Linked DNA regions of Mus musculus: region 1 is linked to region 2. Evidence: chromatin contacts called from public Hi-C data. All regions are on one chromosome and are shown on one strand. Each heading gives the region's core, a stretch centred on a gene start, on an enhancer-like site or on the middle of the called end of the contact. The rest is flanking DNA. Distances are from core to core; before and after follow the strand shown.

Region 1 (3,675 bases), core at 466-2,965, 6.0 Mb before region 2:
TTGGTGGCTTTGTATTTGCTGCAGAAAGGCTGGGGCAGAAGGATTGCTTTGAGTTGGGAGGCTGAAGACTAACCAACGCTTTTTGAGCTGTGCCTGGGTTAAGAAAGGGATTCCCCACACCTGGCGTGGTCTGCTGCTTGCTCGAGAACTTGGGCCTCGGTGGCTGGGTTCCAGATCACTCAACCCCAACTTTCTGCAGCTGGGCCTGCTTCTCTTACAGGCCAGCTGCGCCGACTATCAGCCATATGGACCGGGACCTGGTGGTGTGCAATCCCAAGGAAGGCTTGCTTGAGCCCTCATCAGCGGCCCTCGCGGCAGATGCCCAAGGTATCCGCTACACCAGCGAACCTGACGGCGCCTCGCTGCCCAAGGTGGGGATCGCAACCTGGGATCCCTCCTCCTGGCCGCGGTGCTCCCACTGCCCCACACAGGAGCCCAGCGTGGGGTTTCTCCTCACCACCACAGAGCGGGAAGGGAAGCCTGGGCCCCTCCTACCAAGCTTTGGGGATTCCCGACCACCCTGAGTGGGGAAGGCAGTCTGGTGTCCCCCCTCCTGGCTGCGGGGTTTCCACGTCCCTGGTGGGAGCACAGTATAGGGTCCCTCCTTTTGGCTACGGGGTTCCCTGGTCCGCAAGTGGGACCGCAGCCTAGGGTCTCTCTTCGCGACTGGCGGGGGGTGGTTTCCACGGCCCCGAGTGGGAGCCCAGAGTGGGGTTCCCTCCTTTGGGCTAAGAGATTCCTACAGTGGGGTAACTCCTCTACGTTAAGGGGCTCCTACAGCTCCGGGTGGGAGCAGAGAAAGGGGTCCTGCCTCCATGTAGATGGGTTCCCTACAGCGCTGGGTGGAATCCCAGAGTAAGACCCCTCCTCCAGGCTGCGGGGTTCCCATAGCCCAGAGTGGAAATCCAGACTGGGGTCCTGTCCACCCGGTCCGCAGCTGGTGCCGGCGCCAGAGTGCCAGGTGCAGCCGCCGCCCAACTCACCTCCGCCCGGCCGAGGCGCAAGCAGCTCCCTGCAGGGTTCCAAGAGAGCGACGAGTGGGAAAGCCCGCGGCGCCGCAACCCCGCAGCCCAGCGCGGGAAGCCCCGGCTTGCACAGGGTCCCCCACGCCACCCCTTCCAAACGCGGGACGCCGGGGAGCCCCGGGGAACGCGCGCGCCTCCAGACCAGGCTCAACACACAGCCGGCCGCTTTGTGCGGAGCTGTCACCCGAAGCCCGCCGCCACCCCCAAGCGCGCCCGCGTGAGGCTCGAGTCCCTACCTCAGAGCGCTGGCCAGGGGGCGAATGCTGCCCTGGGCTGCACCGGGCTGCACCGGACGGCCTGATCCGCACTGCCAGCTGCAGCAGCTCGGCCGCCGCCGCTTCCGCCCCTATCACGCCGTGACCCGGAGTGGGAGGAGCGCACAGGCCCAGGGAGCAGGAGGGTCCCGGCGCTCGCCCCGCCCCGATGATTTCCGCCACTGCGCAATCTCGGCAGCTGCTAAGGGCGGGGCCCTACGCGTTCTGGGCGGAGACCTTGCTTCGGGGCGGGGCTTAGGTTTGAAGGTGGGGCCTGGGCGGCCTGGGTGGGGTCACAGGGTCCTGGGAGGGGCCTGCGCGCCCTGGGCGTGGTCTGCACGCTGGGCGGAGCCTGCGTGTCCTGGGCAGAGTTCTCACGCCCCGGGCAGGGCCTATAGGACCGGAGCCTGGATAATCTTTTCCGGGGTGGGATCAGACCACATTGGGCGGGGCCTTCGCCCCTGGGGCGGGGCCTGTGAGTCCTTGCACAGCTCCCGGCTTACAAAGGCGGGCTAGTGTCTGAGAGGTAAGCAGCTAGCTGCAGCCAAGGTAAGTAAGTTCTCAACCGGTAGTAAAGGCGGTCATCTGCTAAGACTGTGTGAGCCTGTTACAGCGTTTTTTCAGAATGGGGCTCCCGAAAAGCATGGATGACCCAGCTACTTGAGTCCCGAAAAGGGGTTCCGATAACCGCAGCAAAAACTGGGAATAAATGATCAGACTAGAAATGCTTTGAGTCCGATGTATTAAGTAGCCCCTTGCTTAGTGGTGTGTTTCAGATAACAATGTCCACGTGTAAAATACTGAGCCATCCTGGAGATTTGTGGACTTCAGTGAAGTTAGCTTTTCAGTTTAATGAAATTCAAAAATAAAACTAAAGCAGAACCCAAGCATTGTTGTGTACGAGGAAGCTGAGGCAGGAGGATCAGGGCGAGCTAGAGGTCAGCCTGTACTATATAGTGAGTTCTAGATAGACCCTCTGTTAAAAATGAAAAAAAAAAATCCTAGGCAGAAAAAGATGTTTTTTAGGTAGGCATATTGGACGTAAACGTTTGTTAGTGGGAGTTATTGCGGATCTGTCTTTTCTCAACCTTGTACTTTGCACCTTTATTGTTTTTAGAATTTTTTTTTTTCTCAAAAAATGATCAGTGAGCACCACTCTGAGGCGCTGTTACAACAGCTAAGTGGTTGTGTTTAACAGCCCCAGCTTCGGTGAGGTAGAGCTGGGTGGGCTAAAGATCTTTCTTCTGTGTTCAGGAGAGCCCTTGTTTCTGTAGGGCACCTTTGGGCATCACAGCTTCTGATAGAGAGTGGAGATGGGAGGAGAGCGATTCTCTTGCTTTTCTGTATCCACAATAATCCCATACTTCCCTCCGACCTCTCAGAATGCTGGACTCTGCCCCCTGACATGAGCATCAGGGAAAAGCCTTTTGTTAGCAAATACTTGGCTGTGAAGTGCATTTCCGTTCCCAGAGTTGATGGGGATGGTCCTTCTTTAATCCTAAGCACAGAAGCTAAATCATGCAACAACAGGACATTTCCTTACATTACTGCCTTTGTGACATGTTTGCTGGTTCACAGATTCAAGACATATGATCACCAATGATTTAAAGGGCAGGTTGGAACTGTGGAATTTTTTTTTAGTTTTTTTTTTTTTTTCCTTATATGAACGAATGTCTTGCCTGTATTGGATCCACTGCAACGGGGTTACAGACAGCCACGAGACACCTTGTGGTTTCTGGGAATTGCACTGGGTTCTTTTCAAGAACAACAAGTACTCTTAACTACTGCTGGGATTGAAGGCATGCTGCCATTCATATCTTATTTGTTTTTGAGAGAGTCCTGCTACGTAGCCCTGGATGGCCTGGAATCTACTATATAGATCATGTCGGCCTGGAATTTGCAATAACCCTCTTGCCTCTATCTCCCAAGTACTGGGGGCATGTGACGACTCTCCTGTCTTTAATGCTGATATGTGTTTTTAAAGCTATTGCCCTAGGTAGAGGGTTTTGTAGCGTTCATTAATAGAATCACAATGTTCCTGAATGACATCATTGTAGATGTCTTTCCACTTAGGCACTGGAGACACCAACCTCAGAGACAAAAATTGTCTACAACCCGTGGATGGTACCATGTCCCTTGATATGAAAGAGCACCCTGATGCTGAGGTACAAAAGAACCAAGTACTAACCCTGGAAGACTGGAAAGAGAAGTGGGTGACCCGTCACATCTCATTCCATCAGGAGCAAGGGCATCAGTAAGACATGTTTGGTCTCTGGCAGAGAAATGCTTTAATCAGAAACTGACTCTAGCGGGTGTGTACCTTGGTGGGTAGAGAGACCTTAGCATGAAGGAAGGTCTTGGTTTGTTCTGCAACACTGAACAAAACTGGGCGCAGT
Region 2 (4,072 bases), core at 1,302-3,801:
TAAGTTTCTTTCGCTCTAGCCCTCGCCTCTTCTCACCTTCTCTCTTCTCTCTCCCCCCTTCACCCCCATCCCCCCGCCTCGCCCTGTGAGACAGGGTCTCACTTTGTAGCTATGACTGTCCTCCCAAGTGCTGGGATTAAATACATATGCAGCACAGCTGGCCTAAATTTTAAACTGAATCCTCCTGCCTCAGCCTCCTGATTACAGATATGAGCCACCTGATTCAAACACGTTACAGCTTATGTCAAAGCACTGTTCAGATTACATATTTATGTAATGTATGTGATACTGGTTATGCTGGCTACTGGCTGGGTTTAGAAGCAGCACCTGGAACTGTTAACAGCATAAGCCTGGGGACCATCTTGACATGTCGGACTCACAAACCATGACGCCTGGAGTGTCTCTTGCCCTATGAACCTCCCAAATGTTCATCTATAAAATGAGAATGGTTGTATCAGTCTCAGGGCTGCTGTATATCTGGAATGAGTATACTAAAGAAACCCCAACCATGCACTGAAGAGATGGCTCAGAGGCTACGAGGACTAATTGCTCTTCCAGAGGTCCTAAATTCAATTCCCAGCAACCACATGGTGGCTCGCAACCATCTGTAAAGGGATCCAATGCCCTCTTCTGGTCTCTTCTGGTGTGTCTGTAAACATCTACAGTGTACTTATGTATATGGAAGGGAAGGAAGGAGGGAAGGAGGGAGGGAGGGAAGGAGGGAGGGAGGGAGGGAGGGAGGGAGGGAGGGAGGGAGGGAGGGAGAAACCAAGAAAGAAAGAAAGAGAGAGAGAGAGAGAGAGAGAGAGAAAGAAAGAAAGAGGGAGGGAGGGAGAAACCCAACCACAACAGGCACTAAGGAATTTTCGACAAAACAGATCAGTAAGTGATAAGTAGAACTGTTCAAGAAATAATCATTCTTTTTTGTTTTTCAAGACAGAATTTCTCTGTGTAAACCAGGCTGTCCTGGAACTCAGAGATCCGCCTACCTCTGCCTCCTGAGTGCTGGGATTACGGGTGGGGCCACTGCCCTGATAGATGACACTTCTAATCCCCTTTACTGTCTGACTACTATGTTGGCAATTACCTGTATCTTCTTGCCATACCAGACAAAAATAAATTTCATACTGTGCTACACTTAACCTCCATGTGTTTCTCTCTTCGCTTGTTCACCATCCCTTCAACCAAGAAGGCCACAACAGCAGGGCTCACACCTCTGGCACCTTTCGCCCTACCCACAGTAGGTGGACGATAAACAGTGAATCTGCATCACTTTCTTCATCCCAGGCCAGCTGTAGTAGTTCTTTTGTGTATAATGTATTTTTATTTTATGTAGATTGGTGTTTTGACTGTATGTATGCCTGTAGGAGGATATTAGATCCCTTCGAACAGGAGTTAACAAACAGTTGTGAGCTGCCGTGTAGGTGCTGGGAACTGAACCAGGACCCTCTGGAAGAACAGCCAGTGCTCTTAACCGCTAAGCCATGTCTCCAGTCCAGCCAGCGCTCTTAACCGCTGAGTCATGTCTCCAGTCCTATAGTAGTTTGTTAATCAGGACAGAAACTCAGTGAAAGGTGAAGTTATTTTTACATTAGAACTTTAAGAACTACAATCATTGTCAGCTTAAATGCACACCTTATTTTTTCATGCCTTAGGAATGCTTTAAGGTTTTTCTTAACCTTTTAAATTATCAGATAATAACTGTATATATTTATGGAGCACAATGGGATATTTGAATGCATACATAGATCAGATATGAAAAAGGCAACCCCTTTTGAGCTGGTTCAAAATACGCTGTAGTAGCTAGTTTAAAATACACAATTAATGCTGTCAACTATAGTTACCTTTCAAGGAAAAAAAAAGCAATCAGTCATTCCTCCCATCAAACTTCATTTCTGCAAGCATTAGCCCTCCTCTCTCCGTCACCTCCCTACGTTGGCCCCAACCACTTCTGGCAGCCATTCATCCACTCCCGACAGAGATGAACATTCCTCGTTACCTACTGTAGACATTTTATCTACTATAGCAAGTAAATATTATTTCAATTCTGAGAAGCCTCTACTCTGTAAAGAGCAGGATCTTTCCACACAAGCTCTGAGCTCACTCTCCTCCTGCCTCAACCTCTCGAGAGCTGGGATTAGCTGCATAAACCTGTCCGTTTTCCAACAAAGTCCGCCATCCAAGACCCATAGAGAACCAGCGATAAATAACAACCTCCACGGTCCTGCCCCGGAAGGACCAGCCCGCCTGTCCCCCGCAGCCCCGGGGCTCGCGCTGCCTCACCTCCTGATGGCCACTCTTCGCGGGCCCGCGCTGTACCGTGAACCCAAACAGGACCTGCTCGTAGCTGCCGGCGACCAGCTCCATTCCGCAGCACTCGTGCCGGGCAAGAGACGCCGGCGTGGAGACCCGATGGCTGCGGAGGCTGGCCCTTCCCTTCCTCAGCCGGCGCGCGAGTTATACGTCACCGCCCGGGGGCACCTTTTAGGCGCCTGCAAATGGCAATAACGGAGGACGCGCTCCGTCCTCCGTTACGTGGGACGTCACGTGACCCTTCTGCGACGAGCTTAAGGAAGGAAGCCGCGGGAGGAGGCTCTCAGAGCAGAGAGAAAGAAAAGTTGTGTCAAGCAGGCAAGTCCTGGGAAGCCGTGGGCTCCGCCGGCCTTGGGAAATGGGAGGGAACTTCTCCCCGGAAGCCCCAACTTCCGGCGCGCCTAAGGAAGGGGCGGGCCCACTTCCGGCTCCGGTGGCCAGCGGTTGTCTAGACAACCCTTGTAGTTCCTGGAGGGTTGCTGTGATTTGGGGATCCGGAATGCATTTCCTCCATTTATGATTTTCTTTTCTTGTTTTGTTTTGTTTTGTTTTGAAGACAGGCTTTCACTGTGTAGCCCTGACAGTCCTGGAACTCACTCTGTAGACCAGGCTGGCCTCGAACTCAGAGCTCCGCCTGCCTCTGCCTCCCGGGTGCTGGGATTAACTATGATTTTCTTATTTGCAGCCAGTCTCACTTCGTCGCCCAGCCTGGCGCCTCCTTGCACCCGTTTTCCTCCTGCAGCTTCCCCATGGCTCGGATCACAAGCAAAGGGTTTTGTTTTCGTGCCGAGAGAGAGCAGATTAGGGTCGGCCCGGGGACGGTCAGGGCTCGCGGGACCCGGAGTTGGCAGTGTCCCCTCGCTGGATTGCGAGCCCGGGCCTGCCAGTCCGTGTCCCGCCTGCAGGCAAGCCGTCCATCTCCTCAGCTTTTCTTGCCTACTGGCTTCTTGTATCTAATCAGACTGGCCATGTGCTGACCTATGGTACAGGAAAAAAGATTTGTCTTGAGGGAGGAGGACAGTGGCTACATCTCTACCCGAGTTAAGGGACAAAGTGCAGGGCTGGAGAGATAGCTAGGCGGTTGAGAGCACTGTCTGCTCTTCCAGAGGTCCTGAGTTCATTTCCCAGCAACCACATGGTGGCTCACAAACATCTGTGATGGGGTCTAGTGCCCTCTTCTGGTGTGTCTGAAGGAAGCAATGGTGGTGTACTCCTATGCATAAAGATAAATAAATAAATCTTTAAGGGGGGGAGGTGCAGAGGTTAATGAAAGCAATAATATCCTTTTTTCCTTTCTCTTTAGGCGGGGTCAGGGATGAGTGCATATGTCAAAGCGGGTGGGTTGGTGCTTATGTCAGATCTTCACACAGGCCTGTGAATTAATGGAGTTCTTAAGTGCTTAGACATTGTTTCCAAACACTTGTTCTCTAAGGCTGCAAATTGTCGACACAGCCTCTTTTGCTTGAGTATAGGGGGAAGTAATTAATTTGACTTTGGGTGTTTTGATGATTTTTCAATTGTGTAAAGGCTCTTCCAGTTTGGGCTATTCCACTTGCAACCCTTGTGTTACTTAATTTATCTCCAGGTATTGCTAAGTTGTCCTGAGCATGTTAATCATTTTCACCAGAGAACCACTAAAGTTGGAACATGTCTCCTTAGCTTGGAACAAAGTGAAAAGTCTCATCTTGTCCATACATGGTGTGTTACAGTTTACATTGGGTCATACTCATTTTAATGCAATAGTAATCATATCAAAAAA

What was found. A called contact is a pair of places that touch in the nucleus more often than the background predicts.
Region 1: a Hi-C map of CD8 T cells shows a contact between it and region 2, with 4 times the contacts expected there. The contact joins the promoter of Tpmt here to the promoter of A730081D07Rik in region 2. A contact is called at or near these places in 2 of 484 Hi-C or Micro-C datasets (CD4 T cells and CD8 T cells).

Annotation. Positions count from the first base shown.
Region 1 is chr13:47,041,257-47,044,931 of GRCm38.p6, reverse strand. It overlaps Tpmt (thiopurine methyltransferase), which reads left to right and starts at 1,715. Exons shown (of 9, transcript NM_016785.2): 1 at 1,715-1,828; 2 at 3,353-3,533. The coding sequence starts at 3,409. Kdm1b (lysine (K)-specific demethylase 1B) reads right to left here and starts at 1,433. Exons shown (of 21, transcript NM_172262.3): 1 at 1,262-1,433.
Region 2 is chr13:40,999,625-41,003,696 of GRCm38.p6, reverse strand. A730081D07Rik (RIKEN cDNA A730081D07 gene) reads left to right here and starts at 2,551. Exons shown (of 5, transcript NR_155347.1): 1 at 2,551-2,631. Pak1ip1 (PAK1 interacting protein 1) reads right to left here and starts at 2,687. Exons shown (of 10, transcript NM_026550.3): 1 at 2,284-2,687. The coding sequence starts at 2,367.